Linked DNA regions of Mus musculus: region 2 is linked to region 1. A link is a contact called in public HiChIP or PLAC-seq data. All regions are on one chromosome and are shown on one strand. The core of a region is the stretch at or near the end of the contact, and the rest is flanking DNA. Distances in the headings are between cores, read along the strand shown.

What was found. HiChIP or PLAC-seq counts read pairs in DNA pulled down with a chosen protein or histone mark.
Region 2: a contact with region 1 is called in a CTCF HiChIP or PLAC-seq map of pro-B cells, with 10 times the contacts expected there. The contact joins two enhancer-like sites. A contact is called at or near these places in 2 of 15 datasets of contacts at CTCF or cohesin (CD8 T cells and pro-B cells), 21 of 484 Hi-C or Micro-C datasets (B cells, the C10 cell line, CD4 T cells and 17 more), 3 of 115 datasets of contacts at active chromatin or transcription factors (CD8 T cells, bone marrow-derived macrophages and embryonic stem cells) and 1 of 9 other capture datasets (embryonic stem cells).

The regions. Positions count from the first base shown.
Region 1 is chr3:84,067,025-84,071,891 of GRCm38.p6, forward strand. No RefSeq gene overlaps it. Among named protein-coding and RNA genes, the nearest start is that of Gm30458, 7.8 kb to the left of the region's middle. Within about 2 kb of position 2,482, at least 78 of the 459 cell types and tissues checked have an H3K27ac peak or open chromatin away from gene starts, as enhancers often do. A contact at or near this core is called in pro-B cells, where this site is marked.
Region 2 is chr3:84,121,760-84,126,798 of GRCm38.p6, forward strand. All of the region lies in intron 4 of Mnd1 (meiotic nuclear divisions 1), which reads right to left. Among named protein-coding and RNA genes, the nearest start is that of Mnd1, 32 kb to the right of the region's middle. Within about 2 kb of position 1,897, at least 9 of the 459 cell types and tissues checked have an H3K27ac peak or open chromatin away from gene starts, as enhancers often do. A contact at or near this core is called in pro-B cells, where this site is marked.

The DNA.
Region 1 (4,867 bases), core at 1,232-3,731:
TTTCCTCCCTCAGGACAGAGTGTTGGGGATAGAGCCCAAGCCCTTGTGTGTGCTAAGCAGCCATTCCACAACCCAGTGGCACTCTGAGCCCTAGACAGGTTTCAGACTGAAAGTGAGGGGCAGAGCCACAGACACAAACTGGTAATCAGTGACTATCTCTTGGCGACCTCCACACAGAATTTCATTCAAGGCTGGGGGAAAACAACCATATTGTTGGGCAGGTAAAACAAAGGTATCCCTCCTCACTTACCAGCCAAAGCATCTGGACTTAGCGTCTTGTCACTGAGATTAAAGAACTCCTCCCTAGCCGGGACAGTCCCAGGCACTCAGGAGACTGACCCAGGCAGAGAGATGGCTGAGCTCAGGGAGCCCAGAACTAGCTTGGGCAATACCTTGAAGTTTCATCTCAAACAACAATAAAACAAAAATGAAAACCAGGAAAACGGCCCAAGGGAGAGCGTAAAGAGGGCCCGGTGTGACCATAACCTGGAGGCTGCCTCCAACCTCCTCTGCAAGTTCATGAATTCAAATATACCTGTTCACTGATCCAACAACTTAAAACACAACACAAATACATAGGTTTTGAGTTTTAAAAATACTTTTTTTTTTTAAGATAGAGTCTCACACTATTGATCGGGTTGACCTTGAACTCACAGAAATCACCTGAGAGCTTTGATAAGGTACGAACCAGCACACAGAGACATAAACTTTTAATTAATTCTTTGACAATTTCATACAATATATTTGAATCCTATTCATTCTTCCAACTCCTCTCAGATTCTCCCCCACCCAGCCCTACCTACCCAACCTCCTTGTATCCTCCTTTAAAAACAAAAAACAAAAAAAACCTCATCAACTCCAATGTATGCAACCCACATACTCCAGGGGTGCACTCATCCACTGGAGCATAACCTACCAAGGCCTTCACCCTTCCCTCCCTCCCTACCCCCTCCCTCCCTTCCAGCAGCCTCCAATTGCCAATAGCTCCTCAAGTGGGAATGGGACCTGTGCCCACCTCACCTCTCTGTATTGGAATCTTGTCTGGCTTGAGTTTGGGCAGTCTGGTGCATGCTGCCACAACACTGTGAGAAGGTACGTGCACTGCCCTGTTGTGTCTGCAAAACACCGCCTCAGCTTCTTCAGTCTCTCCACCCGCCATGCCACAAAGTCTAGGGAGGGGCAAGTGTGAGATGGATAATTTTCAAAAGAGAGATTTGTATACCCCACATTTCCCTCAAAAAGTACAGTCTTGTTCTGCCTTAAAATGGAAACGTTGACATGTTCTTACAGCATAGATGATCTGTATGCTAAATTAACCAGTTCCAAAGAACAAACATTGCATGACGCCATTTAATATGGAAGGAACTTAGTTAATTCAAAAATAAAGTAGAAAGGTCATTGCCAGCAGCTGCAGAAAGCTAAGGACTAGCTTTTCTTAATTGAATGTTTATATTTTGTTTTATTATTTTATGTGCGTGAGGGTTTTGCTTACTGTATGTATTAGTACTACATGTGTGTCTGGTGCCCAGAGATGTCAGAAGAGGGCACTGGAGCTAATGGAACTGGAGTTAAGAATGTTAAGGTAGTGGTGAACTACCATATGGGTGGCAGGAACTTGAATCACTGTCCTCTGGAAGAGCAGCAAGTGCTATTAACTGCTAAGCCGCCATGCCAGGCCCTGCGAGCTATTTTTAATGAGCACCCGAGTTTCATCTGGAGAAGATGAGAATGTTCCTGAAGATTGGATGGTGCCAGTGAATATACCTGATGCCACTGAGCTGTACCCTATAGGAGAGTCAAGGTGACACATTTTACATTATGCATGTATCACCATAATTTAAGACATTTAAAAAAGCATCAAGTCTTGGCTGATGACAGTTCTCAAGCTGGTTCAATGTACCTATTTTAACATGGTGGTGATCTATGCCTGGTTTTGCAAACGGGGCACAGCTCACAACATTACGTTAGCTCTTAGTAACTATCTTTTAAATAGCAGCTGGCAACTTGACAGTGACTTTCTCATGTTCTGCCATCAGTCTGCAAGCTGCCAGTGGCAGGTAGAGATGTGCCCTTTATTTTTATGACTCACCTTGAACATGAATTAAGTTCTTGATAAACTAACTTCTTAGAAGACTCAGTTCTAATATTGCTTTGCTCCCTTTCCCCATGAACATGACACAAAAGGTTTTTAACCCCGCCCACTCTGTTTCAAGTATGAGCTCAAGTTGAGTGGAAGGCTCAGGCCCCCTGTGAACGCCAAAGCACCGCACTCCTGACTAGAACATTTCTCTTCCCAATCCAACCTAGACAATGTTCTATTAAGCAGAGCATTGCATCTTGCCTCAAAAACAGAGTGACTGTTCAAACTGGACGTTTCCTTTTACCCTTTCCCTGAGTATGGCTGCTTCTCGGGGCAGGGGCAGGGGCAGGGGCAGGGCGATTGAAGAGGACACTTCTGAAGCCCGAGTTCCTCATTCTGCTTCTGTGGGTTTTACTTCCGCTGGCACCAGAAATCCCCAAGTGCTGCTAATGCTTTCTCCTCTTCCTCTCCTTCACCTGCTTGTGTTTTCCCCCAACACGTCTGGGTTCTTCCCCATCTCCTTCTCATGCTGGTCTCTCTGTGAATCTCGTCTCCCACAGGCTGTCTCTGTACCCTACGACTCTCCTCTCTCCTCCCAGTATGGAGTTTTGCCCTCTTGGCCCTGGGTGACTAGATCTGGGACAGGTGCACGATGCAGACCTTGAAGGACCGAGGGGGACAGGTTCACCCTCTGGCTGGTGACACTTGCTCACTTGCCACCTGTGGCTTCCCAAGGAAAAGTCCATGGGGACAACTTTTGCTGCCACCGAAGCTCCGAGCCACAGCCCATGCATTGGGTGAGCTGCCTTTGTGGATCCCACTTTCAGCAGGGTCTTTACAACTGCAACCATATAGGTGACTCATAATCTCATGGCGGTGCAGACTTGTAATCTCTGTACCCCAGAGCTGGAAGGAGGCAGGATTGCTGTAGGTACCAGGCCAGCCTGGGCTACAGAGCAAGTATCCAGCTGGGAATACATAACAAGAGCCCATCTCCAAAGACCAAAGCAGCAAACACACTAGGGAAGTGGTTCCTCCTTTCAGAGGGCCTCTGCTCTTACAAGAAGATCAGAGTTCGGTTCCCAGCACCTATGCTGGGTGGCTCACAACCAGCTTTAACTTCAGCCCCAGGACATCATCTCGGGGCTCCTGTGTTCATGTACCTCCTACCCATGTACACATAATAAAAAAGAAATAAAATAGTGTTAAAAATGAGCCCACCATCATCAACAAACCGGGTCAGTGGGCTACCAGTGGGGGTCTTCCCTACCACGAACCAGGCCCTGGCTGCCATGTTTTGCACCAGAAACAAAGCAATCTTTAAAAAACAAAAACAAAATAAAAATAAAAAGCAAATCCTATCTTCTACCAGCTTCAGCTGCCACCTCGGGAGATTGTTCAGGTGACTCTGCCCTTTGCACTTAGAATCATTTCTTCAGCTTTTCATTCCGGAGCTCTGGTATGGCAAAACCTCACCACACCATCTGCATCCCACAGTGTGCACAGTGGCCTGGTCATGGAGATTGGAACTTTATTTCTATATTTCACACAAAACAGTCCCCTTATCATCAGTCTACAAAGTCACTTCTGTCAAAGAACATAAGCTAATTTTCTACGTCAACTTATTTTCCATTTTAAGTCCCAGATCGGGAGACTTAAGCACAGCTTTTTTTATTTTTGAATTTCAGAGATTTTTGAGGGTCTCCCCTTTGTTTTTCCCATGGTATGGTACAGCTCTGGGGACTCACACGATGATATCAAGGAACGTGGTGGTGTATGATCCTCTGTCTGCTCACAGAGTCACCTGCTACAGAGATGTCCCCTGGGGTCTAGCAGCTCTTAGATGCTTTGGGACCAATTCTGTGTCATTCGAATCCTTGCCATCAACACACTCTGCAGTTCCCAGCCCCGGCGCCAATGCCTTGTAGCGTTTGTCTGGGGCGTGGGGAAGTACCTTGCCTTCTGACCAGCAGTGCACAGCAGCTCACCTTCAGCTCTTAGCATCCCCACTTTCCCTCTTTCCTCATCTAGCCTCGGGTTTCAAACAGCAAGGGGCTCATCCCTTCTGGTCAGGGACCAGTGTTTTGATGAGAATGATCTTGTCAACCTGGCCCACCTGGGTAGGTGTCTGGAAGCACTGCCTCCATCAGACTGGCCTGTGGCATGTCGATGGGGCACTGTCTTGATTTATGATTGATGTGGGAGGGTCCAAGCCACTATGGGCGATACCATCCCTAGGTAGGTGTTGATGGGTTATATAAGAAAGCTGGCTGAGCACGAGCAAGAGCCTCCCTTTTTCTCTGGGTTCTGCCTCAGTTCCTGCTTTGACTTCCCTTGAGAGACTTTACATTTTCTTTTTCAGTCATGGCATTTGTCGCAATGAAGAAGACTATGTGGACTGAGGCCTCTCCCTGTCTTTGTTTCTAAGATACATTTTTAAAAACTTTATGTGTATAGGTGATGTCCTGCATACCCACATGTGTGCCACATGCATGCAGTGCCCAGAAAGGTCAAGAGAGCACTGGGTCCTCAGGAGTTTCAGATGGTTTCAGGTGCCATTCAGGAGCTGGGAACCACACATGGGGCCTCAACAAGAGCACAGAGTGCTCAGGCCAATGGAGTCCTTTCTTCAGCCCCTCCCCATTGTCCTTAAATAAGCCCTTTAGCTGCCTCTGATGAGCATCAAGTGCCCTCTTGAGAGCTGACTTGAGAACAAGTCCAGGCATCTCTGCTTTCCTCCAGCAGTGAGCAGGGCCACACCTGAACAGTGAGAAAGGGGATCCAACC
Region 2 (5,039 bases), core at 647-3,146, 54 kb after region 1:
TGTGCTTTCCGTTGTTTTTGTTGGTATTTAAGACCAGCCTTAGCCCATGGTGATCTGACAGGGTGCATGGGATTATTTCAATCTTCTTGTATCTGTTGAGGCCTGTTTTATGACCAATTATATGGTCAATTTTGGAGAACGTACCATGAGGTTCTGAGAAGAAGGTATATTCTTTTGCTTTAGGAGGAAATGTTCTATAAACATCTGTTAGATCCATTTGTTCAAAACTTCTGTTAGTTTCACGGTGTCTCTGTTTAGTTTCTGTTTCTGTTAGGCCCTGGTGTGACCAAGCTCCTGGGATCCTAGGAACCTGTGATCCTGTGGTCCTGGGTGTGTTAGAGCCCCTGGGAGTGGAGCTTCTTCTGGGTGTTCTGGGACTGACTGTGTGAGTTAGCGCCCAAGTTCTGCTCAGGGCATCTCTGATCCTATGACCCTGGGTATGTTAGAGAGTCTGGGAGTGGCTTATTTTACTTAGAATGTCTCAAGGATCATCTATGCTGTAGCACTTACCACCTTCCACCTGGAGACAGGGCCTCTTTGTTTACTTCTGCATCTGCTGGGCAGATGTCCAGGAGCTTCCAGGGACAGCCTCTGCCTATCAGTGCTGTGGGTATTTGGGGATCACAGTTATGTGCTATCTCATCCAGTTTTTCATGTGTTCTGGAGATTTGAACTCAGGTCCTTATGAATAGATGGCAAGTGCCTTATACCCTGAGCCACCCAACCCCTTGGACTGATTTCAGTTATTGATATTTAATAAATCTTCACATTTTTATGAATCAAGTTTTTTCCTTGTAGTGCTGAGAATTGAACCTAGACCCTTAAGTATGCTAAATATGCAATCTAAAGCTAGCTATACCCTCAACCCATACGTGTTTTTCATTGTTAAATACTTATGTATTATGTATTGCTCATGCTGTCTGTGAGTGGTCATGCACATCGCAGGTGTGTACAGAGATCTGCTGATAATTCTGTGGAGACAGTGTTCACATCCAACCCTCACATGCGTTCCATTTAGGCTTCTCCACACAGCCTTACTCTCTTGTCTATTCCTAGCAACACCAATGTTCAACTACAGCAACATTGTATTTGTTCAGTTTTCTGACAGGCACAAATCTTACTTACTAAGAAAGAAAAGCTTAGTGATGATACTGCAAGCAGCGACAGGCCACTGTCAATTGCTGGTATCTCCACTCAACTATATTTTTAGTCCTTTATTGGTTTCCTTATTACATGAACTAAAAATTATTGATAAAAATCAAGCGGCTATTGGTCATCATCAATTAGCTAGACAGACACAAACTGACGTTTTTACAATGGGCATCCTCAAAGTGTATGCTGCCCCATTGTCCTAGGAAGTGTGTTGTACTTTTCTTCATTTGTTTGTTAAGATTTAAATTTGGTTTGGGTGCTACTAGATGACAGGCAATGATGCCAGTGAGACTACCACTGAAGTATCTTGAAGTGTTAAAGGTTAGTCAACATGTAAATGTATAGCCTTGAAAATATGAAAATCAGCAAATTTCAAAGTTGAGACTGTTTTATATCTAGTCTAAAATTAAGTTGGTTAGAAAAAAATTATAATGTAGGCAAGTCATGGTTATAAATCAATATAAATACTAGGGAACTGATAGACTCTGTATCTGAATGTGATCAAGTGAAATCATTAAGTCTGAACCATGCATGCCCTGAGTCAAAAGCTCACTTTAAACACAAATGCAGCTGACAGGGTTAATTTTTATGAAATGGCTATAAAATACAGAGCAGCTGGAGTTGCTACTAGAATGTAAATACTAAAATTTATAAAATACTGATGGCCTTTTGGGGCAAATATTGCAAACAAACTGAAATGAGGGTTTTTAATGGCATGCATGGTTTTTGACACTCTGCCACCACCTGGTGGCAGGGCATTAAGGTCTGGCTATTGTGGACTGGGTCTTTTCCAGACTGGTTGATTTATATTTGTCTAGAATGATGCTCACAAGCCTGTATCTCCTGGGAAACACAGAATAGTGTTTGGAGCAGGGACTATGGAATTCGATAACTAGTACAGGGTCACCCTTTTCAACCACACCATGAAGCTCCGACGGCAAAGAAGAGTAATTTCTAGGGAAGTCTGGAAGCCTAGCCTGAAGAGCAAAGCACACAAGAGCAAAGCAAATGGTAAACTTTTTTTTCTAAATCTCTGACAACTTAAAACTAGCATCAAATGCATGCATTTCAACAGCTTTAACCATTGACTGTTTTTCAATTATTTCAAATTGTTTATCAATAAAATACATGCATATTTCCTTCTCCCATCTCTAATATTCCAGTCACCCTATCTCTGCAAACAGTATTTAACTCTTTGGTATCTGACACAACAAGAGATAGAAATAATATTCAACTTAAAAGCACATCTTCATTTGAGGTGGAGGGACAGAGGCTTGCTGCATTGTCCAGGGTGGCCTCTAAATACCCTCCTACCTCAGCCTTCCGAGCAGCTAGGATGCCCGGCTTAAAAGGCTTTAAATACATATGGATGTTATTTGGCAGAATCTCTTAGTTGCTCCTACAAAGCCTTTCACTATTAACAGAGCTCCAATTTCTGTTCAGTCTAGAGTGGTAATGTGCTCTGAAAGAACAGGATGCTCCCAGAACAATCTTTCAGTATAAGCCTGTCAACTCAGACTCTGCCAATGAGACCGAAACAGACGCCTGCCTGGGCAAAGGGGCATGCTGACATTTTCCTCTTATATAAAAGATTCGGGGGGGGGGGGGTGGAGTGGGGATGAACAGGGAGGAAGAGGAAGAGAGGGAGAGACAGAGACAAAGAGAGGGGTGGGGTGGGAGGGGATGGGAAGTCTATTTTCTGGGCACTGTTGAGAGAGGACTTAGGAGTCTCAGTAAGTACTTAGAACCAAACAGGGAAAGTCAAATGTCAAAGGCAGTCTAGATAAAGTGTAGTGCAATTAGCCACCCTTGAGAAGGCTACCTCTAGATTCTTACCTCTGATAATGAATCCCTATTATGGAAGCCAATTTGAATTCCTTTTCTCCCATTTGTTTACTCATACATAAGAATGTCAGCAATAGAGCAAGAGAGGAGAGGGAGACATCTCAGACATTAAGATGCTGTACTGCTCTTCCTCAAGACCCAAGCTGCCTATAACTCCAGCTCCAGGAGACCTGACCCAATCACACCCATATACAAAGAATTAAAAGTAAAAATGCTATATGCTTTAAGAATGTTAATAGTATTTGGTTTTAAGTGAGTTATATACAAATTTATTTTGGAAAAATGCCAATGTGACTATTTTTAAAATATCAGGGCAATGTGAACTTCTGTAGCTTGGAAAATTCTTGCTTGCCAATGTCTCTCAGAGACAGATCTGAAGTAAGCTAACTGGGTAGAAAAAAATAGATGCATAACCTGTAAGACAGACACTACAAATATACTAACCAAGTTGTCTGTTTCTAAGTGCCTGGTGAGAGGGTTCTTAAGGCTAAGGAATGTCAGCTGGGCTCTTCAGAGACTCCATGCAGGTGTATTTAACCAGGAAAAAAGAACCTGTTGACACCAGCAGAGGTCTACACAAGCTGCAATGCAATTTGCAAGCTGAGATTATCTCAGGCAACCAGAATGAATTCAAACTTGAGAGGGCACTCTGTGGCAGTGCATACAGTCTTAATTTGCTGAAGTGACACCATAAACTTGGACAGAATTTACTAAAGTGTGTTTCATGGAACACTAATAGCTCAAGGAAACTGGATAAGGAAGACTTGCATATTTAAAGGCTCCAAGAATTCAAACTAGCTACTTGTGTGAACCCAGGGTTCCAAATTCTTTTGATTACAGAACCTCCTTTTCAGTAACACATTGCATCTGTTACTCAGAATCCTGTCAAGTATAATTCAGGCAAAATGGTAGAAAAATGAAATGATGAAGTTAAAAATACACACTTAATTGTTCCCACATAACATTCATTCCCAAAGCTAAGTTTTTTTTTTTTTTTTTTTTTAAAGTCAATATTACACCAGTGTTCCAATAATCCTGACTGTTTGGTGGAAATCATTTTCACTGCCATATGTTATCAGGCAGAAGGAAAGGGACTGTAGGGCAGGGCAAGACTCTTAGGCCAAGTGCTCAGCACTTAGGACTGAGCCCAGGCTCTGCTGAAGTCAGGCAGGGGCGCAGTGATTAATGTGTTTGTTCAGCACTTCGCAGATCTCTCTGCAGCTCAGTCACTGTGGTACATGCTACCAACAAAAGATGAGCAAGCTATAGTCCCTCCCCTGAAAGACTGCTTGCTGTGGTGGTTCTAACTCCACAAAGGCTTCTTCGTGCTACAGAGGAAGTGTGAATACAGTCTCTGTGGTGGTGACTGCTGTTGACTGTTGACCACAGGAAGAACGACTGTAAACCCTTTCCCCCTCAAGTTACTTATTTCAGGTGTTTTGTTAGATGGACATAAGTAACATCCTCAGTCACTCTTCATGACTGTGTGGACCACGCCACGTCACAGTGATGACATCAGTCATAATGCTTGCCACAGCAAACATTCACCAAACATTCATCAAACGAATTAACGGAGGTAGTGCCTGTCTTTATTTTTTTTTTTTTAAATTCTAGTTATCTACATAGTCCCAAAGTAGACTTACTCTTTGAAGACTCGATTTTAGCTGTAAAAATCTCTACATGCCTGTTTCTAAATACTGGCAGCGGCAGAGACTCCAAACTGAGAACATCTCTCACTGTCTCCAAAAGTAACAACGAAATCCAGCTTCATGTTCTTTACTTGTCAGAATGCAATGCTTCCTATACACCAACTCCTAGAAAGGCTGGCCTGGCCTAGCCTCCAAACAAGATTCCGAATAAGGAACTATAAAAGTTCTGGGGGAGCGACTTCCTAGGTCTTACCTGTCTCAGAAGCCATTGAATACTGCTATACAGCTGCTGCCATGCTAATTAAATTCTTATCTTTAAGAAGTCACATGTTTTAATTGCAAATTTAAAATATTGCTTTGACTTATAAAATGTAAATAAAGTGCATACAACAT